2 separate regions of the Rattus norvegicus genome follow, and region 2 is linked to region 1. A link is a contact called in public Hi-C data. All regions are on one chromosome and are shown on one strand. Each heading gives the region's core, a stretch centred on a gene start, on an enhancer-like site or on the middle of the called end of the contact. The rest is flanking DNA. Distances are from core to core; before and after follow the strand shown. Region 1 overlaps Xxylt1 (xyloside xylosyltransferase 1). Region 2 overlaps Xxylt1 (xyloside xylosyltransferase 1).

Region 1 (5,323 bases), core at 1,531-4,030:
CCGGCATCCTTGACTACAGCTACGTCGGTTCCAGTGTGGAGAAATACTCTTCTACCTACCAGCAGGGCAGAAGGCCTCCTTACAGTGGTGCTGAACGCTCCATCGACCAGGACATCTGACCTTTGACCAAGCAGCCTAACACCATCCCTCCTCAGCCAAGCAAATCAGTCCATTATCTTTACACTTAACTTCCCTCAGACTCTTGGGACATGAGCAAAATGAAGGTAGGTTCCTAATCAAACAGCATACAATGGCCCCTAGCCCTGTGCCCAGTGGAGTCCTTGCTCCCCTCTGAAACCTAACAAGCTGGACCCCAGTGTCTGTTTCTCTCAGCACCCTCCCAAGCTCCCTACTAGAACGCCTCATTAAGCTCTGCTCCTAGCTTTCAGTGTCTGTCCTAGCCAAATGTACCAAATGTCTCCACGTCACCCTTCCCCCAAACAGTTCTAATTTCTCCACCAATTCACCTCTGTTCTGGGATAAAATACTCTGACTCCAGCTCAGCTCACAGGTTACAGAGTCTCCACCACAGCAGGGAAGTCTTGATGCCGGGGACTTCCCACAGCAGCCATGTCTGGTCAGCAGCAGAGAAAGACGCCCTCATGCCGACTATTCGTCTTTTTTTTTTTTTTAATTTTATTTATTTAGTATATATGAGTATATTGTAGCTGTCTTCAGATGAATCTGTTATAGATGGTTGTGAGCCACCATGTGGTTGCTGGGAATTGAACTCAGGACCTCTGGAAGAGCAGTCGGTGCTCTTAACCACTGAGCCATCTCTCCAGCCCTTTTTAAATGTGTGTGTATCTCTATGAGTGCGTGCTATGTGTTCAGGTGCCCATGGAGGCCAGAAGAGAGTGTCAGAGTCAGAATTACAGCTGATTATAGGCCATGATGTGGGTGCTGGGAACTGAACCTAGGTCTCCTGTAAGAGCAACTGCTGAACCCTCTCTCCACCCCACCTCCATTTTGATACAGTCCAGGACCCAAACCCAGTCCCAGTGCCAGCCACAGTGGGTGAGTTCGCATATCAGTTCATGTAATCAAGCTTGTCTGTCCCCCCCAGTCATACCCAGAGGCCAATCAGATCTAGACAATCCCTCACTCACCAAGACTCCCTTCCCAGGCAGTTCAAGATTGTCTTACGTTGACAGTTTAACCCTCACACCACCAGAGAAGGAAATATCTAGAAATTTCTGGGTGCCATGTGGATCTGCTCACCAGGCCCAGAGACCATGGAAAAGGCACAATGGGACTGCAGCGGACATGCAGGACCAGGCAGGAGGTAGCAATGGATTCTTAGTCCACACAGCTATGCACCACCGGACTCCCCACCTCAGGACCCACAGAGGCCCAGAGCCAGGCAAAAGACATCAGCGCTTGGAGTGGGAAGAGGACAGAACGGCTGAGCCTGCACCTGAGGCAGCCCTGATGGGAGCCACTCCAGGGCACATGTCACAGCTGTCACCTCACACAGAGCACATGAAGAATGGCCACAGGAAAGTGAGATTAAGCAAATGCATCCCACCAGGAAAGAAAACTGAAGATGTAAAGACCTAAAAGTCTGGGAACAAACCAGAGAGAGGGTAGGCAGGGAGACAGGGAACCCACGCAGTCCTGGATCCCCTTGTCCCACAGTGTGATTGCTGTGATTTGATAACAATGGCTACTGTAGGCCCCTGTCTGAATGCTTGGTCCCTAGCTGGTAGAACTGTTTGGGAAGGAGTAGGAGGGATGTGGCCTTGTTTGAGGAGTTGTCAGTGAAATCACTGGGAATGAGGTTACAAAAGATTGTGATTCCCAATGCACCCTGCCCCAGGAACAAAACAAAGAGAAGGTGGGCAGGGGGACATGGATACCCAAGACATACTTCCTATTTGCTGATCCGAAGTGAGCTCTCAGCTATTGGTATTGTCTAAGCTCCACCCCCACAGCTACCTGGGAACAGCCCAGTATGCTCCGCCCCACAGTTGCCTGGCAACAGCCAGCTGTGCCTGACTATAAAATGGGGGCTGCTTGCTCCCTCCTCTCCTTCTTGCTCTCTCTTGCCCTTTGTCTTCCCTGCTCTCTTCCCCTCTTCCCTGTCCCTTCTCTCCCCATCTCCCCCTCCCCCTCCATGTGTCATGGCCCGCTACCTTTCCACTTTTCTACTCTTCTCTCATTAAACCTCTCCACGTGGAACCATGCTGGTTTGGTGCGTTCTGTCTGGTCTTGAGTGGAGACAAACCCCAGCACTAGCTCCCTGCCTCTGCTCTGCCATCTCGGACTCTAACCCTCTGAAACAATAAATGCTTTCTCTTGTTAAGTTAATTTGGTTATGGTGTTTTTATCACAGCAAAGAGAAGTGACTAAAAATGCCTTATGCTAGCCACTTGGATTTTCCTGGGCCCCAGTTTCCTCACAGGTAACTTGAAGGCACTAGACTTCTTCCTGCGACCCAGGGCCAAGTAAACACAGGAGGTACGAGAAGAGGCTCCCCCGCTCCACAGCGCACAGGCTGGCGCAGGAAGGAGGGTACCATGCCCTGGCCCTGGGCCAAGTGTCCTGCTTTTCATAAATCACTTGAGAACGCTCCCCCAACTGGTGAGGGGACGAAGTCACGTGTGTAAGCCCCTGAACAATACAGAGAGCACCCTGGTCACCATTCCCTGGGGCTCCAGATCTCACAGGCCATCCCCTGCTTCAGAAGGGTAAGAAGGAACCACCCAAAGCAACAGCCATTAAGGCTGCAGTGTTCCAAGGTCAGAAGGTCAGAGGTCCAGTCCAGTTCAGGTGCTCATGGCCATTCAGCTCAGGACTCTGCCCTGGGCCAGGGGCAGCTGTAAACTTCTTTTAAGAGAAAAGCATTCTGCAGACCATGGGCAAGACCAAGGCAGGCTCCAATATGATGCCTGCTCCTTGGGGGCTTTCACCTGAGGCCACTGCTGTAATCCTTGCAGGAGAGAGCTGGGGAGTCCACTCCCCTTATCTCCTCAGGAGTGAGGCCAGGAAATCAACCAAATCTCCCCCAAAGAACTGACTGACTCTCTGAAGCTCATTGCAGGAACTACCCCAGGAAAAGCTAAACAATGGCCTCTTCCCTCATCTCCTAGCCTCTGTTCAAAACAAATTCTAGAACATGAGCTTGCAACTTCCTGGTACCCATTTTAGACCCACCAGTAAGAGAACCTCTCATGTGACTCAGGGCTGGAGAGTGCCCACCATTCTGCCAACGTCAGCCTGTAGCACTACAGGGAAGTGACAGGAAGTTTAAGGGCAATGGGAGTTGTGTGTGAGATTTGTACAGGCAGCAGAGGCCAGATTACCACCTGAAGTCATCCACTCCCCAGCCTGACTAGCAACCAGGGGACACTCCTGTCTCTCCGTCCCCAGCACCAGGGGTAAAGGCAAGGACCACACGTTGGTTTTACAGGGCTGTGGGGGACATGGAGTCAGGTCTTCATGTTTGCCCAGTAAACATTTTACCAAATGAGCCATCTCTAGCCCACGTGGGAGTTCTTACGAAGTGGAGGGGAGCCCCTGAAGGGAACACTGACCTTTCTTTTCCTTTCTTTCAATTCCCAACCAAGTGACCTGGGGTCTCCACTGTGTGTTCCTGCTGCTGCCATCTGACGCCCCACCAGAGGCCTATACAATGCCTTTGTTTGACTATGGCTGTTACCTAAAATAACCCTTGGTGGGCTAAGACTATACCTTGATGGTAGAGCATTTGCCTAGTATGCGAGAGGCCCTAGACTCAATTCCAGCACAAACAAACAACCTGACTTTATAGACTGAGAATCGTTAGTGACTGTGATGGAGAGGATACATTGTTACTGTGATGGAGAAGTATCTAACCCATCACTTATGGTGAGAAGCTAAAGCTCAGACACTGAGAAAGCCATGAACTCAGCAGGAGCATCCTGGGCCGACCCTGTCCACCATGTCTGGGGCCAGGGCAGGGGCTGAAGACAGGAACGTGCCAGCAGACGCTCTGGGCAGATTAGGAACGCCTTAGCTCGTACAGTGAGAGAAACAATAGGAGTCTTTCCCAATAGCACTGGGGTTCCTTCACAATGATACAAGGAGGGGCAGTGGTGTTCAAAACCTTAGAAAGACCATCCTGGCTGGTCTCAGGTGGGGCAACCCCTACTGGAGAGCCGATGTCAACTGGGAGCCCTTCTCATTAGCATGATCCCACAGGCCTAGGAACTCCTGGGAGGGGGCACCCTGCAGTCCGCTCACTTCCTGTAGCTGCAGGCCACTGCTCACCCTTACTACCCACATCTACTCCTGCACCCATTCCACCTGCACTGAGCCTCACACTCCACCAGAGCTCGCGCCCGCCATGGAGACAGACAGAAGAGCCGGTCCTGCACTCTAGCAGCTGGTAAAGAGGCCAGAGTCAACACACCAGGGGTAGGCGAAAGGACGGATGGATATGGGGTGCGTAACACAATAAAAAAAAAGCAGCCTGCTGGGGAGTGTAGGACTACAGAGGGCAAAGGGGTGACAGATTCAGGAGAGGAAGTCCCAAGCACACACATGGGTGTGAGGTGAGCCCTCCAGAAGCTGGGCAGGCAAACTGAATGCAAGCCAGGCACCTAGGGCGCAGTCGTGCCTCCCTGTTGCTGGAGGATTTGCTAATCCAGGCAGCAAACATTCCCTCAACCAGGCTCCCCCGCCCCCTGCCTGCTCCACTCTGCCAGGCAGAAGAGTCAGGGGCCTACCATCCCAGTGGCCTCTGTCTCTTTTTTTCCAAATTACTATCAATGTCGTCCTCAAAGGTCCTCGCTCCCCCAGGCAGCCTCTGCATCCTCCTAGGCAGCCCCAAGCACTCCAGGAACCCCCTGCTTTGTCTTCTGGTCCCTCAGACAAGAGGTAGCCTCAGACAAGACGTGAGCATCACGTCTAATCCTGAGCAAGTGTCCAGTGAGTCCCTTCTCGGATTACATCTTGATCAGGACCCCACAAAACTGCCCATTTAAGGCAGGTCTCACTGACCCCCTCCCAACACACACACACACACACACACACACACACACACACACACACACACACTGAAGTGGCAGGAGCTGAGAATGTGAGCCTGCCAGCAAGCTTATGAGAAGTGTGGGTCTTTTGGTGACATGACCTTCTAAGTCACTGGCAGTTTACACTTATCCAATCCTTCAGTATCACAGTCTGTGTGCAATCTGACCAAGAAAACAACCTGAAAGATACTGACAAGAGGTAACCATCACCTGTCAACTGTTAGTTCCCGAGAGTTCCAATGGAGCTCCTAGAAGCTAATCACTCAAGCCTGCCAACTAGGCCTTCGAGTCACAGTAAGCACAGACTCGGG
Region 2 (5,323 bases), core at 2,072-4,571, 92 kb before region 1:
GGAACACCACCTAGCTTCTTAAATGGGAGAATTTGAACTCTGAAGTGAAAAAATTACCTGCTTCAGCTTCCACAGTGGCTCCCTTCTCCAGTGGGTGCTAGCCAGTGCTGGAGTGGGGGAGACTCCGTGTGCAGCAAATAAAACTAATGCCACATAGCTTTACACACTGAATCACATCAACTTTAATACAAGTTTTAAGGAAGATGGCTCTAAGGGCACTCTGCACACCACTCCCCACGGGGACTCCATAGACACCACTGTCAGGAGATCCTGGAGACCCAGAGGCAGCCCTGGATAGCCAGACATACAAGTGCATCGTCACAGGCCTCTTCTGTCAGTGCGTTTCCCTTCACTAAATGTAATCATGTATTGAAGACAGTTCTACAGAGATGGTAACTGGAAATGCAAAAACTGCAACCAGATTATAGAAATATACAACCAGATATACCCAAGGATTTGGCACGACTGGCGCCTTCCTCAAGTACAACCAGGCTAAATCTCTTTCCCTCCCATCATTTGCAATTTAGCAAAATATTTCTTTGTTTAAAAAAAGAAATATATCTCCTGTTTGTAAAACATATTCAAAGTGAAACTCAATCTCTTCTCCCAGTTCTCTCTATCTGTTCCTGATAAATGCCTAGGCGTGTGTGCCTACAGGAGATGCATGCACACATGCACACACCCATACACACACACACACACACACACACACACACACACACACACACGCGCGCGCGCGCGCGCGCGGCAAAAGTGCTATACCTCGCCCTAGTGATGATATAGAGCTGTGCTACAGCCGGCCCGGCACTGTGACAAGGCTCCTCTGCAGTGGACTCACCACAACCCCTAAGTATATTTCCAAAATACTGACCAGGCAGTGAAGTCTTAACTAAAAATGGGCAGACCTAGAATTAGAAACCGCCCTTGTCCGGTTACTCCCCTAATCCATGTCTGCATTACAGCAGACGCTGCAGTGTTGTAGATCTCGGTCCTGGACAGCAGCCCCATGCAAAAGGCATGTACTCTCTGTGCGCAGAGCAGGGGGACATGTAGGACTCCCTAGGGCTGCAGGACCGAGTGTTACCTGCTGGATGGTTTAAACAATGGAAATCCCTCATTCTCCAGCTCAGGCTCCTCCTGGGATTCTGCTCCAGGTCTCTGGATGTGCCTGCTGGCAATCTTTGCCCTTTCTTTTTTGATAGAGCACTGACCTCTGCCTTCATTTCCACGTGGCATTCTCTCCATGTGAGTGTCTGCTGTAACCTCCTCTCTCTGTGAGGGCAACCGCAGTACTGGATCATGATCTGCCCCACTGATCTCACCTCAGCCAACGGCACTGTCGATGAGCCTGTCCTCCAATAAAGTCACGTTCTGAGGCAGGACATCAACATAGAAGCCATTGGGAGCTGAGGGGGCCGGAAAGGGAGAGAGGAAGAGAGAGAAATGGAAGGCGGGAGAGACAGGCTGGGACTCGACTAACCTTTGGCTGCTGACTGCCACCCAGCTAGCCTAGTTCTCTGGTGGTAGAGGCTTGATGGTAGCAGCATTTCCTATCAGGGGTGCAGCTGCTGTGGAGACTGCCTGGATTTCAGGGAAGAGACATAGTAGTAGTGACCACTCAGGATATTCCTGTATCATTCCCTCCTTACCCGTCCACTGCTTTGGCTGCCAACTTCATAATGATACATTTTTCTGTGTATCATTATGTGTTCGGGCTGGTAAGGTTGACGGACAAGACTAATATATGCTGTCCCCGGAGAGCAGTGGAACTGTATTATCTCAGTTACGACAGAATAGAGTTCTCCAAAATATAGACTCAATTTAAAGTAGAAGTGCAGTGGCCTGACTGCTGCCCCCTGAGGGAAATGTGTAAATGTGGATATTGTTTACCTGCCTACTTGTGTGATTTCTGTTCAAACAGATTGCGCCTGCTACATATGCAGAGAAGCCGCTGGGACTGGCTAGAAATAACTCAGGAACTGACTTCTTGTACATGGACTTGGCATTACAGTTGCTGCAGATGTGTTGTGCAAATGCTCGGTGCTAAGGTGGATCAATAATAAGTACACAGCTCGGCCGGTGTGCAGGAGGAAGCAGTGTGTCTTAACGCCAACGAGACTAGTTCTCACTGAGCAGCGGACGGGAGCTCAAGGTCATCTGGGTGCAACCTGGAAAAAGACTTCCGTGATCTCCTGTAGCTGAACACTGGGCAAACATGGGGTGAGGCTAATTGGATGCTTCAGAGTCTTGGACCGTCAGCCCATACTCCTCAAGCAAGACAAAGCCAGTCCATGGAGCCCGCCCACTTGCCAGGAACACACACACAGGCACGCATGAATGCACGCACGTATGCACCTCTAAGCTCCATTAAGCAGATCATGAGTTTGGGAGTCTGATCCATCATCCTGGAAGAGGGGCTGGTCGCTTTTGGGCCTTGCTTCCGGTATGATGAGAACATATCTAGCGGTGCTGAGAAAAAGCATTTTGCATCAGTATCCCTCACGCAAGGCCTGGCCAAAGCTGGCTCTCGGGCCATGGGACTTCCTGACATTTTCTTTTGCCATAGTAAGGGCAGAATCTTCTCAGGAAAACCTCTGCCTCATTGGCTCACAGGATTTAAACAGAGGTGAATTTACAGCGAGGTCTCTGACGGCTCCACTTCTGGATCACTTCTGAAAAGTATGTAAGAAGTCAACGTAATTTTTCCTGGAGCAGCTGGTCTGCTAGAGACATTAACACTTGCTATGTGCTGGGGCTTGTTCAGAGGAGTTTACACATTTTAATTTTTACTGTAGCTCTACAAGAGGGTACCATCCTGAATTTTACTTGACAGATGTGGAAACTAAGGCACAAAGACCTCCGTCAAGGTCTCAAAGCTACATGGCAGTGGAGTAAGGACTCACGGCCAGGCTGTGACGACCCAGCACCCATGTCTTATCCACGCCACTGTGATGCTGTATTTGTGAAACTCCTCTCTCTTACACTGATTTGGATTCCTGCCACATATGCACTTACCTTTTATTTAGCTTTCTGCTTCACTTTCTAATCATTTACTCAACACACTACAGACCTAGAGTTTCCTTAGAAGACTACACTATGTCCCCAAGACCCAATGACAAGGCAGGAAGGGACCCAGTGATGACCACGTACACTTGAAGAGGACAAGAGGAGCACATGCAGCCCTGAATGCATTCTGAGCTTCCATGAAAGGCAGCCAAGAGCCAGTAAGGAGCCTCAGTGGCAAGAATAGCACAAGCAAAGATAGTAACATGAACACTGGGCACAGCCTAGAAACAGTGAGCGTTTGTCCAACTTGGCTCCAGAGTGCAGAGCCTACGCCAGGCCATGAGGCCTCGAGAGCCAGGCCCAGGGGAGTGAAATTCCACGAACACTCCAAGAGCCAATTAACAGTGAGATAAAAATCTGCTGGGGCTCTCTGCATTCCGTCCTGTAACGGTGGCAACTTATCCTGAAGCAATACCCCCCACCCTAGTTTGAACCTCTCAAGGAAAGCTTTATAGTGGACCCCAGTGCCAGTGGACCCCAGAACTCAGCTGGCCAGACTGGTTCTCCCTAAAATCAGAGCCACATTTGTGCACTCATGATGGAGGGAGGGCCTGAGGTCTCAAGGATGACCTCTGCTTGGAGAGCTGGGAAAGATTCCCGAGTCTCCTGATATCAGATTCAAGTTCTCTTCATATCCTGCATATCATAAACGTGCCAGTGTGGGGCATCTGCTCTGCACACAGTGCTGACTGGGATCTGAGGGAAGGAAGTGGATGGGGCACTCAGCACTGAGCACTCTGTATGAGGCACTCAGCAGTAAGCACTCTGGATGAGGCACTCAGCAGTGAGCACTCTGGGATGGGGCACTCAGCACTGAGCACTCTGGATGGGGCACTCAGCACTGAGCACTCTGGATGGGCACTCAGCATCGAGCACTCTGGATGGGGCACTCAGCAGTGTATTACCCACGGATGAGGTCTCTACTGATGTCTGTTTCAAAATGCTCCCTTCTACCCCCTCTCTATTTCAAAACCAATTCTTGCCCCCAGGCTCTACTCCCCCACCCCAAATGCTGACTCCCCCACCCCAAATGCTGACTAGCAATACCCAAATCATCATTAATTCTCTAGCACTTGAAATGCATTTGTCTCCCAAAGCCCATGTGTTACACACCCATGTCAGAAGCAAGAAACATGTCTGTTAATTACAGTGCTGGGAGAACTTTGCATGCTCATGCATGGAGATGAGATGACAAAACTAGACACAAATCTCAGTGAGTTCAAACAAATGTCACAGGCCCTTAAGGCAGAACAGTATAGAACCTCACATCTGTCACTACACGAGACATAGATTTGTATCTTGACTACATGTTCTTGACTACACACCTTCCTAAGGCTTCTTCTCACCTTAGGAATACCGGGATCTGGAAATCTACAGAGCAATGAGGGATTACTGCCCACACATCAGGCCGGCACAACCAGAAAATGACAGCTGAGCAGGAAAGAGGTGGTTGCATAGACTGCTAATAAAAATGAAAATTATTATGGGCTATGGGCTGAACAATCTGGAAACATCTATCAAAATTATAAATCTTCCTACCCTTCAGCTCAATATCCCTACTCTATGGAATCTACCCCTGGGAAATAAAAACAGTAATTCACAAAGACACACAAACACATTTATAAATAATGGCATTACTTATACATTAAATAAAAAACCGGAGGCGAAGTGAATGCCCACGGAAATAAGAATGACTGAATAAAATATCGACTACCATACTCTAGAATAAATAAGAATGAAATACGAAGTGTACCAGCTGACTCCAGAGATGTTTTATGAAGTATCGATGAGCCGGAAAAGCACCCTCAGGGAAGGTGACTGATGTGGTCCCAGCTGTGTCATTTTAAAGGCGCGTGTGCACGTATGTTGTGTGTATTTAAATAATTGACTGTAGATGGTTTTTATAAGAATAAATAATTGGAGATATTACGATGAGTTATGTGGAAGGGAAGAAGGGAAGGGACTCCAGGCAACAGGAGGCTGAGGCTTCTGCTCCCCATCCCCTCACATTCCACTCACAAAGCTCTTTGCCAACTGTTCCCACTGTCTGCAAGGTTCTCCTGAATCTAGACACGAGATGTCACCCCTCCTTCGTTCTCTCCTCTCTCACATGAGCATCTGGAAGGAACAGCCACGCCCCGACGGAGCAGATGTCCTCAGTCAGCAGTTCCCTTCCAACAGCAACCATTGCACTCCTACATCAGCAGCCTCTGCACATGGAGGACGGCTGAGGCCAAAGCAGCAAACACAGGGGTCC

Evidence for each region. Hi-C and Micro-C count contacts between places; a contact is called where the count stands out from the background.
Region 2: a contact with region 1 is called in a Hi-C map of prefrontal cortex, with 4 times the contacts expected there. The contact joins two enhancer-like sites. A contact is called at or near these places in 12 of 12 Hi-C or Micro-C datasets (the A7r5 cell line, the Rat2 cell line, Schwann cells and 7 more) and 1 of 1 datasets of contacts at active chromatin or transcription factors (oligodendrocytes).

The regions. Positions count from the first base shown.
Region 1 is chr11:83,174,363-83,179,685 of GRCr8, reverse strand. The region is part of intron 1 of Xxylt1 (xyloside xylosyltransferase 1); the gene reads right to left. Among named protein-coding and RNA genes, the nearest start is that of Xxylt1, 14 kb to the right of the region's middle. Within about 2 kb of position 2,780, at least 17 of the 93 cell types and tissues checked have an H3K27ac peak or open chromatin away from gene starts, as enhancers often do.
Region 2 is chr11:83,266,644-83,271,966 of GRCr8, reverse strand. All of the region lies in intron 3 of Xxylt1 (xyloside xylosyltransferase 1), which reads right to left. Among named protein-coding and RNA genes, the nearest start is that of Xxylt1, 110 kb to the right of the region's middle. Within about 2 kb of position 3,321, at least 41 of the 93 cell types and tissues checked have an H3K27ac peak or open chromatin away from gene starts, as enhancers often do.